3 separate regions of the Mus musculus genome follow, and all the other regions are linked to region 2. Evidence: chromatin contacts called from public Hi-C and promoter capture Hi-C data. All regions are on one chromosome and are shown on one strand. Each heading gives the region's core, a stretch centred on a gene start, on an enhancer-like site or on the middle of the called end of the contact. The rest is flanking DNA. Distances are from core to core; before and after follow the strand shown.

Region 1 (3,643 bases), core at 428-2,927, 320 kb before region 2:
TGGCTCAAATTATCAAGAGGGCCCATTCCTTTTATGTGGGAGAGTGAGCACACACTGGTGGGGGGGGGGTTGCATGTGAAGGCATGAAGACAGTCTCAGGAGTCATCCCTCGGGTACCAGCCACCACCTCTTTTTGACACAGGATCTCATTAGCCAAGCAAGCTTTGCCAAGCAGGCTACACTAGGTAGCCAGTCAGCTCCAGGGATCTGCCTACAGTCTATTTCATCCTCAATGGGGTTATAAGCACAGGCCACCAGGCCTAGCTATTAAGTAGACCCTGGGGATCCAGAACTCAGGTCCTCACACTTTTGGTACAAGTACTTTACTAACTGAGCCATCTCCCCAGCTCTGAATATTCTTTTTACTGACCAGCTGGAACACATTGACAAATAATGGGGGGGGGGGGGGTTGTCACAGGTGATCTGCACTCTTGAAAGCCCACTCATCTAGACAACTTAGACCTGAAAGATTATTTATGTAGTAATATCCATGTAGTAATTTCCAGTTATACTACTTCAGGGATAAAACTTACCACAGCTGATAATAAATCTGACCAAATAACCAAACAATGCATCTTTTGCATCTATTAGCTTACCACAGAACATGTGAAACCATCTATCTGTGTGTGTAACCAGAATGGCTACTCCTCACTTGGCTCCATTAATGCAGAAACATTTCCAACATTTAGCTCATAACTGAACTCTGGGCCCACCTACCACCACAGAAACCATGTCTCAGATATTAACCATAGGCTTTATATGAAAAACATTCGTATCTCAAATCCCCTGCCTTAGATATTACAATCCCTTAAAATTTAACATCCAATTCCATGAAATGTAAAAGCTTGCACAGGGAAGTTTTTGTTGTTTTTTTTGTTTGTTTGGGTTTTTTGTTTTGTTTTGTTTTGTTTGTTTGTTTGTTTTTAACCTCAAATTTAAAGGTAGCAGCCTGGCATGGATATACTCTGTAAACAAGTGAGAAGTCGCATCGAGGTGGCATAAAATAGACAGAAGCTGAAGCCAAACTCTAAAATTAGCAAATCCTGGCGGTTATTTTTACTTATCAATAAAAGCTTTTGGTGTTTTAACAAAGACCGTTTTCAGAGTAAAGTCTTATATTCTGTCTCTATTCTCATTTATCTGTGTGATTTTTCTAGTACTATGCTGAAAGAAATACCTTTGATATGAGATAAAAGTTACTTCAAAATCAGAATACTCATACAGGTTCAGATTTCCCTGTGACTGCAGCCAACAAAGCGAGCACTGTTCCACAGAACCAGGTGCTTCTGAGTCCTTAAGTTTCACCTATTGCGCCATGAGAAAGACAAAAACCGATGGTTACAGGGTCCAACTGGACTTGTGCCAAGTGTTACCCTCTGAATTGGAATTCCAAGGTAGAAATGTTTGCTCCTCGCCTTAGTTTCCAGAGGAAAAGAATCTAATTAGTTACTATAGAATGCAAAATTAGCGCATCCACCCACTCATCACCAGAGTGCATCGGGTCATTTAAACGCAAGGCTCAGTTCCAGGGAGCTGAGCCCAGGGCCCAGAAGTAGAAAGGACCAAAGAACTCCCCTGCGCGATACAGCAGCGCTGCAAGTCCCGTTGAGACAAATAGGCGGCGGGGCTCTCCTCTGGCTGAACCCAGAAAGTTTTGTTCACACGAACTTGCCTCCAACTACTAGCTTTAGCTCAGCTTCCGAACACCGGCCAGGGCCAGGGCTCAGGGACGCCCCAAAGTGTAACGGAAGGAGGAGTGGGTGGGAGCACACTGGGTCCGATCGTAGCCGGGTCCCGAGCGCTGCGTGTAGACAGAGGCAGGATGGCAAGCTGCTTCCCGGGGCGCAGGAAAGGAGGTCCCTGCCAATCTCAAAGCAGGGAGCCCCGCGGCTAGGTCCCGCAGGGATGGAGCAAGCAAAGAGGAAACATGCCCAGTTCTCTCTAGACCGCCGGTGGAAACCAGCAAGCAGAGCTCACCTGCAGGGATGCGCCCGGGCGTCTCCTCCGCCACGCCCAGGCCGGCCGCCCAGGAGAGCAGGGCGAGCATGGGCATCAGCCGCCCCGGCCTCGCTCCGCGGTCCCCCATCCGCCCCTGAACCCGGGAGCCGAAGGCCTGTGGCGAGGACTTCTCGCGAGACGCTGAGACCCCGAAGAGCGCAGGACCAGACGTGAGCCCGGGGCTGGAGCGGAGGGCGGACTGGGAGGACTGCGTGGGTACCGAAGAGCACGGAGAGGATTGAGCGGACTTCGGCGGAGTCCGAGCGCAAGGAGCGGACGACGGAACCGGAGGCGCCCGCGGCGCGGGCTTAAGAGCAGCCAAGGAGGGCGGGGCCAGGGCCGGGGGCGGGGCGCTGCTCCGGGACCCCGCGTCCCGGGCTATCCCGGCTGCACCCCCACCCTCCGAGTCGCCTACGCCTACGTGCACCGCCTCACGCCGGGGCTCCAGGGAGCTTGCTTGTGGAACGTGCGCCCCTCTGCTCTCCCGGGGTTCCAGAAGCTTCCTCGGCACGCCCTGGCTAGACCTTCTTTCTCTACTGAACCCGGCGCTCCCGGAGGTGAGTGGTGACTGCGAGGGCTTCAGTCTGCTTGGCTGAGTAGGCGCTTGTCACACTCCCAGCTGTTCCTTCTGAACTTCGCCATCACCGTGTCAAGGAAGGCCATGCTTTGATTTTAGTCTGTAAACAGAAACTTTTCATTGTCCGGTGAACATCTCTGCCGCTGCTGGTGCCAGGAGAGCCATAGACTCTTTCCAGTAATGAAGCTTGTAAACCCGACGGAGTCCAAGCCCAGCTTGGGCAACCTGAGGCTGTGCTTTAACAAGATCGCCCTGCCAGGCACATGGAAAATTACTTCCGAAGATGTAGAGGAGCCATTCCTGGTCTCCTGGGAGCTACCTCCACTGCTTTGGGTTTTGATTAGTATGTCTATGCAAAGTCATTTGTCCTCTGGTTTTTACACTTTTAGTCCCAGGATTTAAACTGAGTTGTGCAGGGGTGAAAGTTTTGACAACTTTGTCTCACACACTCCGTGTATGCTTAAAAATGAAGAAAGAATCAAATTGACCGCGTTCAAGAAGCTCGTAGTTAAATCTTCCTGCAATGGGAGGAGAAAGGAAATACTCGTTCTAAGTCTGATTTTTTAAAGTTAAAATTACTCAAAGTTTATGATCACAGGTTTTGTAAAATTGGCATAAATTCAAGAGGAATACTAGCTAGCAGATTGAAAGCAGGTGGGAAAATGTGTAAATATTAGGAGTGTGACATTTAAAGGAAAAAATAATCATGAGACTGAGCCAGTCCTTGCTGTTTTGAAGGTCTTGGTGTGTCTGTCCTCCTCCCTCTTTTTAATAAAGGAAAATTGGGGAAACTTCAGACATGAGTAGAAATAGTCAAAGAAATGGAAACTGTGATTGCAGAAGAATGGAGTAAGGAAGAATGAAGTGAAACTTTTTTTTCTCTGAAGAGGGTCAGCTAAGAAGTGGATTCTTTTACAGTGTGGGTGGCAGGTGCAGCGTCATGAATCCAAGCAGGGGCAAGTAGAATCAGCCCTCAGAAGAAGGGCTGGTCATTTGGCTAAATATGTTTCCAGAAATCCAGACTTGGGCCTGCCAAGTTCCTTGAACTTGATTTCTTGCTTCCCCGAA
Region 2 (3,314 bases), core at 584-3,083:
AAATTCTGGTTATGCTTTTGCAGTTATATAGAAATGTATGAAGCATAGCAATCGATATCTGAATCATACATAGTGATTGTGTATTGTGTGTGTGTGTGTGTGTGTGTGTGTGCATGTGTATGTAAATTATATAGAGGCCCGAAGTCTGGTCCTAAATTGTTCTCTTCCTTATTTTGTAAGACAGAGTCCCCCACTGACCTTGGAGTTCACCCAACCAGGCTAGATTGGCTGGCCAGCGAGCCTGAGAGATCCTCTTGCCTGCCTCTCTATCACTGGGATGACAGGTGTGTACTGTCATCTGGCTTTTTATATAGATGCCTATGATCTGAACCTGGGTCTACATGCTTTCATAACAAGCAGTTTTCTGCCTGACTGAGCCATCACCCCAGCAACAGGGTAGTGATTTTAGATACTTCCTCAGCCCCAGCATCCACACCCATTTGCTAGGTGGACGATTGAAATACTCTATTCAACAGAGATTTGCAGGTTGGCTTTCTCTAGAGGCTTCAACCAGACACAAAACAGTAAGTGGTGTGCCTTTGAAAGGTTGATGTTGGTCCTGGCCCCAACTAGCTCACTAGCTGGGATCGTTTCCACCTACCAAAGTTGGATCTACCCTTGCTGCCCGAGAGGGTAGACAACCCACCCAAAAGCTCTATTTCAAAAGGCACAGAAAATACTTATCTTATTTGAGTACTTTTCTAGTCACTGAATTTTCCAAGGTCTGTTAACTGAAGGATAAAATGCAGGCATGACTGGCTGTCAGCCTACCTGGCACTCTGTGCTTCTAAATTAGGAGCATGGCACACCATGCTCCTGAGAATTCCCAGAAGTCAGAACACTGAATTCTGAGGTGACATGAATAACCTGCAGCTGGATTGTCTTCATGGCTCCTTCCTTGTGCTCCTTTTGCATAGAGACCCTGGTGACAAGAGAGCTCACTGTCCAATCTGAGGTAGTGTGTTAACCAATAACAATTAATTGATAGTTTTCTGCTATATAAGTGGTTGTTTGCATAAAATAAGGCAGACAGTGTTCCCTAACCATCTCCAGAGAGGTTAATCTCTGTGCTCTTTACCAACCCTGTGGGCATGGTAGTCTTGTTAGGAGATGCCCTGGTGACTGTTGTGGTTAGAAACGGATAAAGAGGTATTAAGATATGTTCTCTGGGGGGTGTGGTGACAACGACAGTTAACATTTCTGTAATCTTTGTTTTAATATTTGACAACTTTACTCTTTTTAAATATCCGTATTAAGACCATAAGATCCATAAAATATTTTTAAAGTTAACAACCAAGCTTGATCATTTAATAAAAATGTTACACTCCAAATGTTCTGAGTGGTTGGAACTTAATTTCTTAATTGTAACAGCAAAACGCCTACTGAGAGAGGAGACATGGCAGAAGACACTTTGTAGCAATGTGAACCGGTGCTTGCAAGTCTGGTCAAACTAGAAGTTGTAGCTGAGTCCAGCTGTTTCTCCGAAAGCACAGGATCAAGTGCTGTGTTAGCACAGATACAAAAGTCTGAAAAACTGTTTACAGAACTTCCCCGTGTGAGTTTGGTTTGCAAGGATATGGCACTTAGGGGACAGGAAACAAGAATAAAATATGTCTCAAGACTGCCCCATCCCCTAATTTTTACTTTCATGAGGAAGTACTAAAGAGGCCCATGTGAGGCTATCTTCTTCAAGTTCTGATACTCCAGATCTACGAGAGGTTGCAGGTCTGCTCTATCACAGCAGCTAGATCTACAAGGAAGATGAGTCAGATGAGGGAGAATTTTCAGTGGCCTTAGGCCAGTGAGTACTTGATGTCACTTTTCCTGGAGTGGGGGTGAACAGAACTGAGTTACTAATTGGTGTCATGGACTACAAGGCCCACAAGGTAGTAGTGTTGCCAAGAATGGGGATGGCTCAGTCAGTTAGTTGAAGAGCCAGAACTGTCAGGTTTTGAAGGACCAAGGTGTGTCCCTGGAATGTACCAGATGTTAAGTATCCATACTTTCAACTTCTCTGTGAAGGGTGATTACATGATTTAGATAAACCTCATTTGTTGAGAGTGTTATTGGCTAGATTACAATAAATTCTAAAGGCCATGAACAAATTGATGGGTGTGAAATCAGGGCTGCATGGGTTGACGGGTCTAAACCACAAGCCATCTGAGCTATGGCAGTCAAGAGGAACATGAAAACTGATAGCTGATGGAATAGTCTGGTTTGTCAGTGAAATTCATTCTTTCCAGGCCTTTGTGTAACCAGCTCTGACTGTAGCTGCAGCAGGATCTCCATGCATGCCAGGGAACCAGTCTGGGTTCTGAAGTTTGGCCTTGATTCCTTGATTTGTCTTAGCATCTCTCCTGGAGCTATGATGGCTATTGGTTTGTTACTGATGCTACAGGAGCTTTCCAGGGACTCAGCAAGTAAGTGGCAGAAAGGGGGCATGGATATCAGGATGTCCGTGAAGTCCAGCACTATAGTAAGAAAATAATTGCCTTGAAGGTTTGCAGAGGAAGCTTATACATGTTAATAGTTGAGCCTGACATCTGTGCAGTCTCAAAATCCCACTAGTAAAGAGTCTATTTCTTCTCTCACCTTCCAGAGTTATCTAGTGCTTGTCTACTTGTGAGGACTTTTTGACCTATACCTATACTTTGACCTATACTTTTTGGCATTTTTGTATGTGTACTTTCACATTTCTGGGACTTTGGGGTTTTGGATCCAAATATCTATGGCATTCAAGAGAACTTTTGGTTGGGAGGTGTCTATGGGATTTAATTTTTGATGTAGGAACATGTGATCATCCCCAAGTCTTAGTGTTCAATTCACTGATATTTCTCTTAACAGCCTTTTTGGTTTTTGCTTTTTGCTTCAATAAAGAATCTGAAAGAAATTGGAATATTGTCAGGATCAAATACAGTCAGTGCTGTCAAACTCTTCCAGAAATTAACAGTTAAAAAAGAATTGAAGTTTTGAAAAGAGAGGTCTATCTCATGGCAGCTGTCACAACAGTGCTGGGACCACTAGCCTGCAGAGAAGTTGCCTTGGCCTTACATAAAATCCTAGATGAAGACATCAGCCGTCTATTGCCTGTTCAACCTTGGCCTTATTCTGCATTTCCTAACCTTTGTGGCCAGGATATCATTTCAAAATATCATATGCTGTCTCCTTCCTCTTCATTTTCAACCCTTGCTTGGCCTTTGCTTCTTTGAACACACTGAGGTCCACTAAGACATGCTTTCCCCCTCTGTGTTATTGTTGCATATATATGACCATCTATGCTGTTTTTGTATTAGTTTGATGACACAGTTGCTTCA
Region 3 (3,514 bases), core at 602-3,101, 260 kb before region 2:
ACTAGGCTGTGGAAGTGACCATTGGATGCTTCCCTTCTCATGACTTCCTTGAGGAACAAACTGCAGAGCTTCAGAATGAAATAGTGGCTGCCAAAAAACTAGTGGTGAAAGCGAGGATGAGTGGGAAGTTTGTTAATGGAGATCATTTCCGTAGTAATGAAACTGGCGACATTGTGGGCCACAAAGCAAGCCTTAACAAATACAGAGAATTGAGACGCTTCCTTATAGTCTGTCAGACCACAACAGAATAAAACTAGAAACAGCGTGAAGGAAAACTATAGAAATGACACCAGTACTCGCACACTTTCTATGAACACTGGATCACTGAAGAAATCAAGGAGAAACTTGAAATAATAATACATTCAAGTTGAAATAACAACAAAGCTTCTCAAATAACCAGGACGCAGACGGGGCAGTTCTAAGGGAAATGTTGGAGCTGGGAAGGCCCCCGTTAAAGGTCAGCTCTCAAATAATCTAATGAGTCACTTAAAGGTTCTGGAAAGTTAACAGCAAGCCCAGTCAAAATGAGGTAGATGGTAAGTAATTATAAAGATTAGGGCAGAAAACTGATAACTTAAAAAGATACACAAGCTCAACTAAAATACTTTATTTTTGAAAAGATGAACAAGATTGAAAGATCCCTAGCCACATGAGCCAAAATAAAAAGAGGGCAAAATTTAACAAAATTACAGACAAGGGAGAGGAATTAAAACAAAGTCCAATGTAATCCAAAAGTACCTTTAGGCAATGCTATGAAAACTTTCCGAACAGCTTAATGCATATCATCTGCAAAAATTAAATCAAGAAGATATAAATAACTTAATCAGAACAGTAATAACCAACAAGATTAACTGAGCAAAGGTAGTGTGTTCCCTTGGTATCAAAACCATATAATGGCAGAACATAAAAGAAACCCACAGAACACTAGGCAGAAACCTCTCAGGAAAATACTGGAAACTGAATTCAAGAACTCATTAAGAAGATCATACTTCATGACCAGTGATTATATTTCATGATCCATTTCAAGTGGCCAAGAACCCGGGTCATGCTTATAGAAGAAAATCTACTATTACTGAGCTAACAGAACATAGCAATAAAATGACTCTCAGTGACCTATTGCTATACCCATCGCTTCACTTGACCCTCATCAGAAAAGCTTCTTGAAGCAGATGGGAAATAACACAGAGACCCACAAGTGGCCAATATACAGAGATAAGGATGTGGGTTCATTCAGCTCTAAATGGAATGTCTCCATCTACACCTACAATCTCAGGTCTTAGGATCTATGCAGAAGAGGAGGTAGAAATGTTCTAAGAACCAAGAGTGATAAATGACTCTAAGGGAACAGCATCTTCAGGACACATGGCCTCACAGAGACTGGGACACATGTACAAGTTTGTTATTGTTTTTTTCTTGATTGCTTGCTTGTTTTCTGCAACAATTCTTTTTTCTGGACCTGCGTTATGGCACACGAGAAAGACCAAACCACAACACAGCGCATGCACACTGTATGTCTAACTCTACCATCTTCAGGGTACTTCTGGATGGCATTACATCTACTTTTAAGACTTTTTTTTTTTTTTTTTTTTTTTTTTTTTTTTTGCAGAAAACTGTAGGCTGTGATTGGCTCCTGCAATCAAAAGTCCTTCCCCATTTGTCATCTGTGGAATATGTTGATACCATTGTATAACATATGATTACTGTCCTTCCCTATAAGTACCTAATTCATCAGAAAGTAACTACTGCCAAAGCAGCCTCAAGTTGTACTTGATGCTCCCACCCCAGCCCTGCCACCTATCTAGCACATAAGGAGAGGAAAACTGTTAAGGTCTGTCTTGTGATATAATTAAGCTTCCTTCCTCTCCCCTAGTTTCAGTTTCATTCTGAGCAGTAGGGCTAGAAAGCTTTCCTTCATGTTTAGGAAGAAGACCAACCATTGTGTCAAGGGCAGATCAGGAAGCAACTCTGAATCCCACCCCTGGTCTCTGACCTCTTGTCTTGCACAGGGGCAGCAGAAGCAACAGCAGGTGCATCGGAAAGGCCTCTGCATGGTCATGATCTCTCGGCCCAGGCAGTCAGTGACCCGGAGCACAAAGGGTCGTAGGTTCCGATAGGCATTCCTGGTAAAGTCATCTGTGTCTTCAGTTACGATATAGACCATCTGGTCTATGTTGTTCTTGATGTCATATCTATTATTAGTTTCAAAACGTGTCATCACTAAAAGTTAGAATGAGAAAAGGATCTTAAGTTAGAACCAGCTGAGACAGGCTTCAGACAGCCTTCGTTATTTAATGAAAGAAGATAAAGGAAGGAGAAGAAGGATGAAGAGAAGGAGGACAATGAAAACGATGAAGACGACAATGAAGACGACGACAAAGACGACGAAGGAGACAGAGGAGGAGGAGAAGTAGTAGTTGTAGTACTTGTGGTAGTAGTGGTGATAGTAGTATGATTGGAGCTGAAAGCCAAAAAGATTTTTAAAAATTTCAGGTGAAAAGGTGAAATACAACCATGTGAGCCATTAAGCATTCTCAAAATGTCAAACATTTGCTAGGTTTATGAAATTATTTTCACAGTTTTCCCACATAAAAGTAATAGATAATACAATGTTCCTGAAATATTGGAATCCAGAAAATGTTAATAATAAAACCAGTTTAACGAATCACACATCAGACTATGATTTAATCAGCTCATGAAATGGACAAAATGACTGGAGACATGGTACTTGTGAATACGAAAATAAATTCAGAATGACCAAAGCCAGCTCCTACCTTGAGCACAAGGGACCTGCAGGGAGCTGAGAACCAAGCCACCTGACTATGATCGTCTTTCCAGGGGTCCATAGATGAAAGATCATCAGTGCATGGAATAGCAATAGATAAGACTCTATATAATAATTCACTCTACTGCTTTTATGAATATAAAGTAACAGAGAATAGTCTTCTCTCTCTGAATCACTAGAAAAGGCCATCAACATAAAATGAGGGACTAGGTATGAAGTAATACAAATTTCCATCTGATTAAAATACCTCTAATCAAAACACAATGTGAATCAGGACAAAGTTATACATACGTTCCAGAGGCTCAACATGCTGAAGAACGTGTATGTTGTCCAACTGTGGGGACAGAACAAAAGCAATTAGAAGACAGAAAGACAGAATTATGTGCTTGGGGTTCAGGGGTGTTAAAGAGAGTCTGAGATGTTGAGAGGGAGCCATGGACTGAACATTCTATGATCCTCTCTCTTTGTCTAGTTTTCTCTTCTTATTTTGTTTTTCATTTTTTCTTTTTCTTTTTTCTCCTTTTTTCGAGACATGGTTTCTCTGTATATCCCTGATTGTCCTGGAACTCACTCTGTAGACCAGGCTGGACTCGAATTCAGAAACTTGCCAGTTTCTGCCTCCTAAGTGCTGGGATTGAGGGCGTGCGCCACCATTGCCCAGCTGTTTTTCTTTTCTTTTTTTTTTAAAATATTTTTTATTATTACGTATTTTCCTCAATTACATTTAGAATG

Evidence for each region. Promoter capture Hi-C pulls out the DNA fragments that hold promoters and counts their contacts. Hi-C and Micro-C count contacts between places; a contact is called where the count stands out from the background.
Region 1: a contact with region 2 is called in a promoter capture Hi-C map of the HPC-7 cell line. The contact joins the promoter of B430319G15Rik here to the enhancer-like site in region 2. A contact is called at or near these places in 5 of 39 promoter capture datasets (the 3T3-L1 cell line, the HPC-7 cell line, HPC-7-derived erythroid cells and 2 more), 5 of 484 Hi-C or Micro-C datasets (bone marrow-derived macrophages, cortical neurons, muscle stem cells and 1 more), 5 of 115 datasets of contacts at active chromatin or transcription factors (the 230-238 cell line, extraembryonic endoderm stem cells, large pre-B cells and 1 more) and 3 of 9 other capture datasets (adipose tissue, macrophages and pancreatic islet).
Region 3: a Hi-C map of the HPC-7 cell line shows a contact between it and region 2, with 2.8 times the contacts expected there. The contact joins two enhancer-like sites. A contact is called at or near these places in 1 of 39 promoter capture datasets (the C10 cell line), 1 of 15 datasets of contacts at CTCF or cohesin (pro-B cells), 38 of 484 Hi-C or Micro-C datasets (3T3-L1-derived adipocytes, the AML12 cell line, the BV-2 cell line and 23 more) and 3 of 115 datasets of contacts at active chromatin or transcription factors (CD8 T cells, astrocytes and large pre-B cells).

What each region holds. Positions count from the first base shown.
Region 1 is chr9:92,540,903-92,544,545 of GRCm38.p6, reverse strand. B430319G15Rik (RIKEN cDNA B430319G15 gene) reads left to right here and starts at 1,677. Exons shown (of 1, transcript NR_029474.1): 1 at 1,677-3,643. Plod2 (procollagen lysine, 2-oxoglutarate 5-dioxygenase 2) reads right to left here and starts at 2,323. Exons shown (of 19, transcript NM_011961.3): 1 at 1,978-2,323. The coding sequence starts at 2,086.
Region 2 is chr9:92,224,805-92,228,118 of GRCm38.p6, reverse strand. Gm31588 (a long non-coding RNA gene) reads left to right here. Exons shown (of 6, transcript XR_871012.2): 1 at 1-955. Among named protein-coding and RNA genes, the nearest start is that of Gm31588, 3.7 kb to the left of the region's middle. Within about 2 kb of position 1,833, at least 23 of the 459 cell types and tissues checked have an H3K27ac peak or open chromatin away from gene starts, as enhancers often do. A contact at or near this core is called in the HPC-7 cell line, where this site is marked.
Region 3 is chr9:92,483,423-92,486,936 of GRCm38.p6, reverse strand. It overlaps Plscr4 (phospholipid scramblase 4), which reads right to left. Exons shown (of 9, transcript NM_178711.3): 5 at 3,074-3,116; 6 at 1,991-2,217. Among named protein-coding and RNA genes, the nearest start is that of Plscr4, 28 kb to the right of the region's middle. Within about 2 kb of position 1,851, at least 11 of the 459 cell types and tissues checked have an H3K27ac peak or open chromatin away from gene starts, as enhancers often do. A contact at or near this core is called in the HPC-7 cell line, where this site is marked.